Regions from separate parts of the Ovis aries genome. Here region 2 is linked to region 1. The links are chromatin contacts, called in public Hi-C maps. All regions are on one chromosome and are shown on one strand. The core of a region is the stretch at or near the end of the contact, and the rest is flanking DNA. Distances in the headings are between cores, read along the strand shown. Region 1 overlaps ARHGAP26 (Rho GTPase activating protein 26). Region 2 overlaps ARHGAP26 (Rho GTPase activating protein 26).

Region 1 (6,559 bases), core at 3,351-5,850:
AACAATGATGACGGCAGTAGTAACGCTTTGCACATAGTGTTGCTCTGGAGTAGGCACTTAATTGCACCATATCATCACCATTATCATTACCACCAGCCCTGCTCTGCAGATGGAAACCTTGGATCCAACAAGGTTAAGGGGCTCCTGTAGGCTTGCGGTGTTCATGAGCGGTGGGACCAGGACTCTAACTTGGTCTGGCTCCAGAGGCCATTCTCTTCTATCCCCTGTTCCTCTGCTGAAGTTCACACAGCCAGTCAGAGAAGGACCCAGGGCTGGAGTCCTATTTTCTGAATTCTGCCCTTTCTACTCCAGAAGTAGCTCCCAAACAGAGGGGACAGACTCAGGAGCACGCTTGTTCAATGCAGATTCTGGGTGCCTCCCAAAGGATATGCTTCAGCAGGTATGAGAATCACATGTGGGACAGATAACACTGTACTGTATACTAAGTGACTAAAATTATTATCACTAAAGACCACTACCAATGATTATTGACTGTTAGTTAATGGGTGATTCTTATTCCACATTCCTCATCCAATAAGATTCACCAGTGCTGTGTACCTCAAAGTGTAATGCTGGCTTGTGCCACTGGGATATGTGAAATGATTCCAAGTAGTTCACAAATAAATATTTCCAATTGTTACACACTTACTTTAATAAGTACTGGAAATTTATTGCTTTATCTCACAAAGTATGATGCATTTTTAAAATAAATGTGGCTTAAGAAGAGTGAATTGATTTTTTAAAATAGTACATAAATAGTATTACAGGGGGTATATACACATGTTAAAAAATAATGAAGGTGACAAACACCACATTTGGGAGCTACTGTTCTAATCTGCATCAGCCCAGGCACCACCTTCAACCTGGCTGAAAGGACAAGATGGGAGGGTACCACATTCTATCAGCAAGCTATCAATAGTCATCCTTGAGTCCTTGCCATCTCTCACACCCTACATCCAATCCATTAGCCAGTCCCATCAGGAATAACAAACCTAGAATCCAGCTACTTTTCATCATCTCTGTTACTAATACTTTGGTCCAGGCTACCATCATCTTTTGCCTGGATTGTTTCCATAGCTTCTCAACTGTTTCTCCTTTTGCCCCCTACAGTGGATCCTCTGCCGGCAGTCAGAGTCATCTTTTAAAAATATACATTGGCTCATGTCACTCGCCTGATCACAACTCGCCAGGGACTTCTCATGACACTCAGAATGCAATCCTACCTCCTGACCACAGCCTCACATGGCTCAGTCCACCTGAACACTCTCCATCTGGTCTCTGCCAATACAGTCACAAGGATCCTTCCTGATACTCCTTGAACATGGCTAGTTCAGCTTCCCCACTGTAGGGGCCTCTGTGCATGCTTGTTTCTCTGCCAGTTCCTGACATGCCACCCTCCCTAGGTTTGTTCAGGTTTCTCCTTAAATGTCATTTCTTCAAGGAGGCCTCCTCTGTCCCTGGTATCTAAAAAAGCCACCCATCAAGAGAGGGATGGACAGTTTGGGGTCAGTGGATGCAAACTGTTACATATAGGATGGATACACAACAAAGTCCTGCTGTACAGCACCGGGAACTATGTTCAATATCCTGTGATAAACCATAATGGAAAAGAATATGAAAAACAATGTGTCTTGGTGTATAACTGAGCTATTCTACTGTACAACAGTAATTAACACAACACTGTAAAATCAACTATACTGCAGTAAAAAATAAATTAAATATAAAATAGCCACCCTTCCCCTGTAACTCCCTATCCCTTTGTTCTTGCTTCCTCATAGCCCTTCTCGCCACCTGCAAGCCTCCCTTTGTTTGCTAGCTGACTGTTTGGGGTCCCTGCTCTCATTCAGGGACTTCATCTGCGTTGTTCACTACCGTAGCTTCAATATACATTTCCTGAAGGAAGCAACAAATACAACCCACAGCAGAGACACCAAGAAATCAATAGGTAAAGAAGTTCCTACACTCCAGGAACCTCAGTGGGGAGCAGCTGACTGAACCCTGGTACCTTCCAGAGTACAGGGGTCTGCTGGGGAACTGCAGAACAGATAGCACTGATAGGGCTCTCATTCACCCCCTGACCTCTGTGCATGAATACCACCAATCAGGATTTTCTTCCCTGCTGCTAAGTCGCTTCAGTCATGGCCAACTCTGTGCAACCCCATAGACGGCAGCCCACCAGGCTCCCCCGTCCCTGGGATTCTCCAGGCAAGAACACTGGAGTGGGTTGCCATTTCCTTCTGCAATGCTTAAAGTGAAAAGTGAAAGTGAAGTTGCTCAGTCATGTCCGACTCCCAGCGACCCCATGGACTGCAGCCCACCAGGCTCCTCCGTCCATGGGATTTTCCAGGCAAGAGTACTGGAGTGGGGTGCCATTGCCTTCTCCAATCTTTTCTCATGGTTTCCATAGACACACATTAAGAAAAATAAGCCGAGAAGGACGGAGAGTAAAGCAAGTTAAACAGGTAGCAGAGGAAGAGATGAAAACCCTGCCTGGCTTGGAATAAACCTGCAAGTCTCAGATGTTCCAGTTCTCAGCCAGACAGAGGCAGCCAAAGCGGCAGCAGGCGGGTTTCTGCACAGTACAGCTGAGAACTGCAGACCAGCATGGGGCGGAAGGATGGAGGAAGGACAGTTTCCTTGTGGGTTTTGACATCTGCAATCTCCTCGTCTACCTTAAAATTCCTGATCAGACAGCTGCAAAGAAGCAAGGCTGCACACACGCCTTGGTAATGTGAACCATCTTAATCAGAACCATTTGTCTCCTACCTGGGACTCCGGACATCCCAAGAATGACTTACAGTCCAGTGGCCTCAATTCCTTTCTACCTCGAGGCCTGGGTGGCTATGCTCTGATTTCTCAACCAAGAGAGATCAGTGCCAGCTTTCCGAAGGTGGATGTGTTTCAAGTGGAAAACCAATCTCCTCTGTCCAGCTAGATCCCTTCCTGCCTCTGACTACGCATCCTCTACCTTATCTGCCCTAGAAACGGTTTAGCTATTTTTCAGACACATCAAACTCCAGGGTGGTAGAAGGCAGGGAAGGAGATGCCATTCAGAATCTGAGGCCTAAGATTTGCACCTGGAATCACCATGATATTGTATGATGTGGAAATACATCACCTCTCGGACCCTTTTTCTCATCTTGAAGATCAAGCACAGTAGAAATTTAAAAAAGCAATGCATGTGAAGGCACTCTGAAAGAAAACTATCCAGTGTCAGGCTTTATATAAATAGCCTCTCGTTTCAGCTAATGATGATGTTATTGATAATAACAGCAGAGAGCAACATTTAATGACTGCTTAGAATACCAAGCACCACTGATTAAAGAATTTCCAGTTTATTCTCATTTGATACTCTCAAAAAAACCAATGATGTAGACAGTAAGACTATCCTCATTTTACAGATAAAGAAACTGAGGTCTGGAGAAATTAATTTTCCACAGTCACAAATTCAATAAGCCATGAGGCTGGGATCCCAAACACATGTGTAATAATACTCCAGAATTAACATTCCCAACCACTACTCAAACTGCCCCCCACTGTGGGGAACAGTACTTGACAGCTTTCACAAAATCTTACATGCTGAATGAGAGGTGCACACTGAACACTGATTATGGGGGGAAGGAATGATCTTGAGTAACTACAAGCTTGCACTTAGGATGAAGCCTCAGTTTTCTCATCTGTAAATGGGGTCAATACTACCATCTGCTTCACAGGGTTCTTACAAAGATCAAACAATATAATGTAGGTCAGACAATAAGCACATTGCCTGGGACACAGTATGTACTAATGATAATGTTTATCACTAATGATTTCATTGATCAAGAGCCTGTACTTGGTGCCAGTGAGGAAAATCAGTCTCTCTCCACAGCCCCTTGCACTGGGCTTTAAGAGTTAAGGATGTTGCCAGGGACCTGCTCGCGGCTCCTTGGTTGAAGCCCAAACTGGGATGCCAAGGGGTGGTGGGCACCTGCCAGGCGGCAGCCTACTGTCTGTCCAGAGCCCACATGGCTGAGGGGAAGGGGATATCAGGCCACAACGAAGTCACGCACTGGCTGCGTTTGTCAGTCTAAGGCTGGCTGAGGAGAGGAGAGATTTGAGGACGAGCCGAGAGTCTTCTGACTGCACAGGCAAGTCTGAGGAGTACCCCGTCAGCCATGTCCTTGAGGGGTGGGGTGTCACCAAAGCAAAGGGCTGGGAACCCAGAGAATAGCATCTCAGAGAAAACAATCCATTCCTTCTCCTTCCTCTCCCTCTGGCCCCCAGCGCTCATGCCGGCTGCTGCCACTCTCCACAGCGAGCAGCTGCGCCATGCTCACAACTCGTAAGGAAAAGCAGGCTGGGGGCCAGCACTTCAGTGAGGGAGCAGGAGACCATCTTATCCTACCGTGGCTCAGGAGAAGAAAGTAGTGGTGACAAAAAGCTGCCATGGAGGGAAAAGGGAAAGAAGAAGGGCCAAGAGGGGCTGGGGGCAGCGGGAAGGGAATGCACGCCTGTCTTCTATCAACTCTGGCTGGCAGGCGTAGAGAGAAAGCTGGAGGGGAAGGTGTACTCAGCTGACTCCCTCGTGGGCCAGCACATAGGAGGCCAGGCCACCATCCCCACTAATGCATCCATCCTTCTCAGGTTTAAGAGGGGAAATGTTCTATTTATAAGCCACCAACCAGTGGAGATCTGGCAGCCGCTGGATGGCTCTGATCCCACAGGGATCCTGGCTACTCGCGGCTGTCTTCTCCAGCCTCTCAACTGGGGGTGTTCTCAAAGCAAAAGGCCAAAGGTGATTGGAAGCAAAAGAAAAAAAAGCTGCTCTCCTGTCCTTCGCTGCTTTCGTGAGACTGCTAGCTTTTTAGTGATGGCTAAAGACTTCAGAACATTTTAAAAACAGTGACCCATGTGGTCCCATCAGATCTTCCTGCCCTGAGAGCTTCAAGACTCAATCTCTTTTTCTGCTTTACGATCAATGGAAGCTGAGGCAGAGGATGAAGGGAATGCAGAAACCAGAACAGGGCAATGGGCAAACAGAGAAAGGTAATGATGCCCCTCCCATCTCTCTCCTTGTCCTCAATCTTATCCTCATGAAACAAGAAGTGCTTTGATCCAGCAACATTATGGAGTCTAATCTGAGTAACAGCCGAGAGAACGAGTGTATATAACAGAAACAACATATAAAGCAGCTGTGGTTGTGTTGTCAAAGTCCGTGGGAGAGTAATGGGTCATGTTGCAGCTCTGCACCTGGGAAGCTTGAGTCACTGAAATATGTGACTCTGATTCTCCCAGCATCCTATGTGACGTGTGAAGAGCCACAGATGGCTCTGGAGGAGGCTCACTAAGAAGGAACAAGGGATGGCCCCTCAATGGCAAACTGCTGGGCAGATTAAGTATTGGAAATTGATGATGAAACTCTTTCCAGTCGCACTGGGTTGCCCACAAAATGACAGATGGCAGGGCAGAGCAAAGATCTCACGCACATCAAGAATGGTAGGGGAAATGATCTTGGCAATCGGGCAGACTTAGCTCTGGTACCTTGCCATCCTTAAGCCTGTTTGCTCACTTGTAACTCGCTTGCTGTGAATAGCATTTCTGCAGTAGTACCCATCCACGCACCACACTCGTGCTCCCTGCCATAACCCCATGCTGTCTTGAAGAGATGAATATTTAAAAACCTATCTTTGTATCACGCTGAGTTAACAAACTTGTAGTTAATGGACTAAACTCACTGTTGCCTGTTTTATAAATAACACCACCCCCTTTGTTTCCACATTGTCTATGGCTGCTTTCAGACCATCAAAGCAGAGTGAAATAGCACCACAAATCCAAAAATCTACTCCTTTCCTGAAAAACCTGACCCCTGTGCTAAGCAGTAACATTTAGAAACCTGGGTGGGGCAGGGAGAAGTTATGTTTACTTGTGGGCTGGTCCCCAGTCAATACACATTAAATAAATACATAAATTTAAAAGGCAATTGAAAACATTTGTCTGGTCCTATACAAACGGAGAAGGCAATGGCACCCCACTCCAGTACTCTTGCCTGGAAAATCCCTGGAAGGCTGCAGTCCATGAGGTCACTAAGAGTCGGACACGACTGAGCGACTTCACTTTCACTTTTCACCTTCATGCATTGGAGAAGAAAATGGCAACCCACTCCAGTGTCCATGCCTGGAGAATCCCAGGGATGGGGGAACCTGGTGGGCTGCCGTCTATGGGGTCGCACAGAGTCGGACACGACTGAAGCAACTTAGCAGCAGCAGCAGCATACAAAACGATCTGGGCTGTCGCCAGCAGTGTGCATCCCCTACTTTGAGAAATGCAGTCATGAGGATCCAGAGGATTCAGTGGATTAACACAGGCTGGCCTCCAGCCCCCAACAGCAGGGGTGTTGGCTTCTGCCCTTTGTTCTCTTCCCCTGCTCCGCTCAGAAGTGGCTCCCCTAACCCAGTGACTTCTTTCTTCCTCATATGGGAGAGTAATTGGTATGACCAGATAACAACAAGGATAATAACCACAGTAATTAGGCACTTATTCACTAATAGACCAGATATTGTGTTGGGCTTTTATGCTCACA
Region 2 (6,490 bases), core at 1,667-4,166, 170 kb before region 1:
AAGATTTTTAATAGCTGCACTGTAGGCCATGGCTATGTGATAGTTACCAAATCATCACCACTGTTGGACATTTAAATTATTTTGTTATGATAAGTAATACTGCAATGAAAGTTCCTCCACCTTTGCAAATACCTGTGATTATTTCCTTGTTATAAATACTAGGAGTGCAATGACTGAGTCAAAGGGCTAGTCCATCTGGAGACTTCTGACACCTATTTCCATACTATTCCCAGCAAAGGTCATGCTGCTTCAGAATCCCACACACAGAGGGCCATTCTGACCTCACACACAGCCCTTCCCTTCTTCCTCTCTTGGGTATATGAATTTTGTTGCTTCTGTCAAACAAGCCTATCAAACCACTGAGACAAAAACGGGGTAGATCGCACTAGGTTTGAATCGTTATTCCAAAGTAAATGAGAGCTCTAAGAGGAGCCTGCCCTGAAGCACTGCACCGTTTCAGAATAAGGGGGTGGTGAGAGAAGGGAGGGGAGGTTTGTTCTGCCTTAGCCTCGTCTCCTAAATAGAGAATTACTGGCTTCCTCCAGTCCATCAATCAGCAAGCTGAGTCTGAACACTCAATTATAGCAAGGGAATGAATGAGCTTATACATAGTAGGGACACACACACTGAGAGCAAACAAGCCCAGTCACCCCCATCACATCTCAGCTGCGACTGACACCGGAGATACTCCGGCAGGTACGATGTCCTTAAGAGGGAATGTTCCTCATGTTCTTTTTTCAAAGGGGAGATAAAAGGATACTTGATAAAAAAAGATAATCTGGGTTGGAGGCTCAAATATTCATAATGAGTATTTCAGCTAGTGAAAAAGAAGCATTCTCCTACTCCCAACGGGCGAGAAGGGACAGCTGGCATTTTGGAGTTGGCAAATTGCTCCTGAAAGATCAATGTTGTCTCTGTATTTGATAGACTGATCTGGTCTAAAGTTTATTTGTTGAAATAGATAATGTAATATTCAGGCCATCAGTGTGTACACACATATGCTGTTTTCCCTTAACCCCTTTCCCTCCGTGAAACTTTCAGAATCTGAATGCCTTATCCCCTTACTGGACCAGGGGCAAAGGTAACTTCAAATGACGCGGCTCCCTTGGGGAAAAGAGACAGAACAAACAGTTTTCAAGAACTACAAGTTATCCAAAATTCTATTGAAACTAAGAAAATGGAGTCTTTCCCCAATTGCCTTCTACCATCTCCCCAGTCAGAATTCTCTGCCTGCGTATAGAGACCACAAAGAAACGCTTGTTTTGATGTCTGCGAGGGGCAGGGTTATTGCTGTGTTGCCTCAGGGCTTCCACTGGTATCTGGGTGCCTGTGCTGGACACTGGGAGAGGGAGAGGGAAGCCATTCCCCTGGTGTGCTCTGCCCATTACCAGAGGCAGTGAGCGCCCTGGGGGAATTTCCACTGGGGTACAGCTGTTGCTCTCTGGGTAAAATGTGGTACGTGTGGGCAGAGAAGAGCTCAAGAAATGAGTTGCCTAGAGCCAACTCATTCTGCAAGCTGCTCCTCAGAAGATGACAGACAGATTGTGTGTTTTGCAACTGCTCAGGGTGGGGGGCAAACTCCTGGTGGTTTTGCCCCAAAGCCTAGGGTCATATGTCCTTCCAGAATAGCAGCTGAGATGAGTGAAAAGTAGGAATAGTTAATATTTATTTAGGGCTCATTACAAGGCAGGTCACAGAGAGCTCTGCACTCATTAGCTCAATTCCCCACCAGAAACCATCGCCAGATAAGGAGCACAGATACACAAATTTGGTGTTCTGGAAAATCACAGAAAATCTTCCAGGACGTTTTTCACTCTGGGCCTACCCCCAACTCACCTTCTGCCCTCATCTCCAGAAGTACAGGGCCAAGTGCGGCGTTTACTAGAGAGGTTATGTTGCCACAAGGAATAGCCCAAATTCCCTGATAGGCAATATCCAGGAAAAGAAACAGGCTCATACGCCACTTTTAAACTGCACGGGGCGTAAGAAGAATAACTCTAAACTAGCCTTCCTGTTGCCGATATGTTGTGTTCAGCTGGAGTCAAAACTAGAGGAATATGCTTTCAGCAAGTGGTAGCATCAACTTTCCAAAGGACCTGTGTTGTAACGGATCGGGTGCACTATGATTAACTGAGGGCCATACCTTGCAAAAATCGTTTCTTTGACATGATTTATGGAAACAACTACTTACAAAGGATCTGAATCTGAGAATGGAGTGGCTAAAGATAGTGACTATTTACTTAAGAACTGACGTGGCCAGGCCACCATCCAGAGAGCAAAGAATTCGTCTCTATTTCTAGGAAACTTCAGGACATTCTGGCCTGATACAACTGGTGATGAGTCTACAAAAACTCAGTTGCTATGTGGATAATTTGGTCAAGTACTTCAGGCAGGTGAGAAATTATCTTGTACATCTTCTGTGTTAATGACTACCTCTGGATAAAGGAATTCTTAACTCATGAACAAACAAGTTTTTTTTTTTTTTCCCCCCACAACTAAAATGGTTTCATTCAACAAATACTTATGAAGCATGTACTGTGAGCCAGGACTGCTGGGGATACTATGTGATATATAATATAGTAAGATGCTTACTCTCATGGGGTTTAGAGTGTCTTAAGGAGAGATGGACAACAAGTCAGTCAGTTAGGAGGCAAGATAAGATTGCAGAGGAAAAGTGCTATAAAGAAAATAAAACAAGGAGACAGTGATGGTAGACAGTGATGGGTGGGGTTTGGAAGGGTCAGGGCAGGCCAGGGTGTGTGAGGATCAGGGAAGATCCTTCTAAGGCAGCAGGAACAGGTGTTGCTAAGGTCCTGAGGCAAGAATGAAGTGTATTTTGTATGAGGAACAGAGTAAGCATAGGAGCATGGCAAGCAAGGGAGATGGTCATATGACGTGAGGCAGGAGAGGTCAAGTAAGGTAACCAGTCAGAGCCAGGTCACACAGGCCAGGATAGACATTTGAGATTGTATTCTGTGTTCAACTAGAAGGCACTGCAGAGTTCTAAACAATTTCCTGAATCTGAAGCATTGCTAAACATTTGATGTGCTTATAGAATTTAAAAAAAAAAATAACCCCCACTGAAAAATCTCAAAGGTGAGTGCCATTTCCCAAGTACGGGGAAGGAGGGGGGGTGGGCACAAGTTCTACTTTCTGCAAAACTGATTGTTCAGAAATCTTTTTCAATGTATTTTATGTGCTTACTCATTCCTATAAAAAACAAATCTGTATTACTAAGTTCTAGGCACCGTGCTGGGTGCTGAGGAAATATGATGGCGAAAACATCATTGGCCCACAGTGTATGAGACAAATAACCAGGCAACGACAACACACTGTGATTACACCCTACGGGGAGCTGGGTAAGCGCTTCCCTAATACGCAGGGATTCTCTACACAGTCTAGGAGAGAGAACAGGGGCGAGCAGGGAGAATCACGGAAGGTTTTCCGAAGGAAGTGACCCCTGAAGGAGAATAACACAATATTCTCCAGAGGTAAAAAGGCACAGGGTAAGGTTGAGGAAGTGAAACAAGTTCAGTTGGCCCAAGTGCAGGGTTTAAACAGGGTCAAGCAGGGGTGTATCACCCAGGGCCTCTCCGTTAATAAGGATTCTGGAGTTTATGGTATCAATGGTGGGGGAGGGGTATCAAGACTGTAAAGAAGCAGGGGAGTTCAGGTTTGCACATCCCATGGGTTGCAGTATAGAGCATGAGCTGGAGGGACCAGTCAAGGGTAAAGAACACCAGAAGGTCTAGGGCTAGGGTGGAGGCAGGAGGGACAGAGACAAACAGGCTGGTATGAGAGAGCCAGAAATGACAGGTCTAGATAACTGATGCCTCCTTGACGGCTGTTGGTAAAGAATCTGCCTGCAACGCAAGACCTGGGTTTGATCCCTGGGCTGGGAAGAACCCCTGGAGGAGGGCATGGCAGCCCACTCCAGTATTCTTGCCTAGAGAATCCCCATGGACAGAAGAGCCTGGTGGGCTACAGTCCATGGGGTCGCAAAGAGTCAGACACAACTGAGCGACTAAGCACAGAACAGATGATTCATGAGAAGTCAGTAAAAGAAGTAAAGGAAGCTGGCCAGGTTTCCAGGCACCCGATGGAGAGTGGTAAAATACATGGAAACAGGAAATGCAGGGTTATGAGAGGAAGCATTCGTGCATGAAGTTGGCTGGTGCTGGGCTTGGCAGACAACTGGACAACATGGGTCTAAGGCAGACACATGGGAACAGGCAGAAGATCGGGATACAGAGAGTCTTCAGCAGGTTGCTGGCAACTGGAACCACAGAAAATGATGTGATTCACTGAAGAGTTAAGAAGAAATAATTTTTAAGAGAAAAGGAACCCTCAGAAGAGACAGGCAGAGAGCAAGCAAGAAAATCAAGAGAGTGTGGTGCCACCCAAGACAAGCCAAGAGAGGACTTTAAACAGAGGGGTCCACTGACCATGCCCCATACTGCCAGCAATGAAGCAAGGTGGGGGCTGAGAAGGATCCTCAAGGTTTGACAGGGCAGACGCTGGTGACCTGGTGAGAAGCAGTGTCAGCAGAGTAGCTGGGGACAAAGCCCAGGCTGAGAGGGGAGGGTGGAGTCGGGGGAGGAAGTGGAAACAGGAGAGATGCCTATATTTAGTCTCAAGAATAGGGATGAAAAAAATTCAGCACAGAACTTTCCCCATATTAACAAATCAAATGTGAATTTTCCAAACACTGGAAGTAACTCCAGATTTTTTTAAAAAGGGCTATTTGGCGGCAAATAGCCCGAGGCAAGAAAAGCTGAAGAAACCCCAAGATGTCTCCCTCTGAATCCTTTTGAAGTGGCCACCTTACAGCCTGGAAGTAAGGACCCTGCCTCCCTTCTGTGAGCTTTGCCCCAGGTAGAGGGGAGGTGATGCCAGGAACCTGACTCCAACCACGGCTCACTGTCTGTTCTGAGTCGCAAGGGCAGCATGCAGGGGAGGGAGCGTCGCCAAAAGATGAGAAAGCCACGATCACGAAAAGCATCACACGTGGTCGTGGTCTGGTCTGAGAAGCTGACACGACTACTGTTCACACTTGGGGTCACACAGCTCTCTCCTTGCTGCTTCACCTGCTTATCTACCCAACAACTATTTACTAAACACCTCCATGATGCTGGGAAAGATTGGATGCTGCAAAGCAGCAAGGTCCAGCCCAGTGAGGAAACTTCGCATCTAAACAGAAGATTATTCTGCAGTTAGGTAAGCGGGGTGTGGTGGGCTCAGCATCCTGGAGCCATGGGATGCATTTCTTGGTCTGCTCTGTGCACACTATGTGACCTAGCGCAGGGGAGATAACCTTTCTGAGCCTCAGTTCCCCCATTTGAAAAATGAGGTCATAGCAGGCTGCCTCCTGGCTTGTTGTTTAGTCATTGGGTCCAACTCTTTTGTGACCCCGTAGCCTGCCAGGCTCCTCTGTCCATGGGACTTCCGAGGCAAGAATACTGGAGTGGGCTGCCATTTCCTTCACCAGGGGATCTTCCCAACCCAGAGATCACATCCAACTATCCTGCACTGCAGGCAGATTCTCTACCGCTGAGCCACTAGGGACACAAAGGGGCTGATAGTGAGAAAATGTGAACATCTCACTCAGCTCACTGGCACCACTGGAGCCCTGGAAGGATGGTGGCAGCTGTACTTGTGTCAATGACAGAAATCTAGTGACAGACATTGGCCCTGGCTACTTTGACAGCTTGGGAAATCTGTGTAGTCAAGGGCAAAGGGGTCAGGGAAGGCTCTCCAGGGAACTCACAGTGGACCCAGTGGGGGCCAGGAGACATCAGCAAGTGCGGGTCGGTGGGGTGGGACACCAGGCAGGGGGAACGGCAATCTCCTGCCTTTCCACGTCACTCACAAAGTTGGTAACCCCACACAATAAGCATGATGCTGTTTTTTTTTCTGGTGCTGATTCCACAGGAAAGGCACAAAACTTGGAATCAGAAGGTCCAAGCTTGGAGAGTAGCCTTCCAGCTGAAGACTGCCACACCCTTGTGAATAGGCCACCCAGCCCTCTCAGCCTCAGTTCCTCTCATTCACAAAATGTAGGCGCTAGCTGCCCTCATTCCTCGGCCAGCCAGCCCTTTTTTATCAAATACCTACTAACAGCACTGCCAAGTGCCAGGGACACAGCCACGAACCAGAAACGGGCACCGGTGTGAGGTATGGTACAGTTTAGTGCAAGAGTCAGAGGAGTAAGTGTGATTGGAGTCAATGCAAACATCAAACAAAACAGGCTCTGAAAAGTGGTAAACCCTATCAGTGTACTTTGTAGTACTACTCTAATAGCGCCAGCCAGATTCTAAACCTCCTAGGAAGTTTTCTAAACTTGTAGTCTGCTGATGGCACCTTGTTTTCAAGATAGCTATGGGTCCACGTGCACATAAAATACATGTATATGTCGACTCTCTACACGCTGTCACGGGCAGGCTCTCAGCCTGGTCATCAACTGTAACAGAGCACCTTGGCATTTGATAAG

What was found. A called contact is a pair of places that touch in the nucleus more often than the background predicts.
Region 2: a contact with region 1 is called in a Hi-C map of muscle, with 2.4 times the contacts expected there. The contact joins two enhancer-like sites. A contact is called at or near these places in 2 of 16 Hi-C or Micro-C datasets (liver and muscle).

What each region holds. Positions count from the first base shown.
Region 1 is chr5:51,727,037-51,733,595 of ARS-UI_Ramb_v3.0, reverse strand. The region is part of intron 12 of ARHGAP26 (Rho GTPase activating protein 26); the gene reads right to left. Among named protein-coding and RNA genes, the nearest start is that of ARHGAP26, 270 kb to the right of the region's middle. Within about 2 kb of position 4,600, at least 4 of the 54 cell types and tissues checked have an H3K27ac peak or open chromatin away from gene starts, as enhancers often do. A contact at or near this core is called in muscle, where this site is marked.
Region 2 is chr5:51,892,102-51,898,591 of ARS-UI_Ramb_v3.0, reverse strand. The region is part of intron 20 of ARHGAP26 (Rho GTPase activating protein 26); the gene reads right to left. Among named protein-coding and RNA genes, the nearest start is that of NR3C1, 220 kb to the left of the region's middle. Within about 2 kb of position 2,916, at least 7 of the 54 cell types and tissues checked have an H3K27ac peak or open chromatin away from gene starts, as enhancers often do. A contact at or near this core is called in muscle, where this site is marked.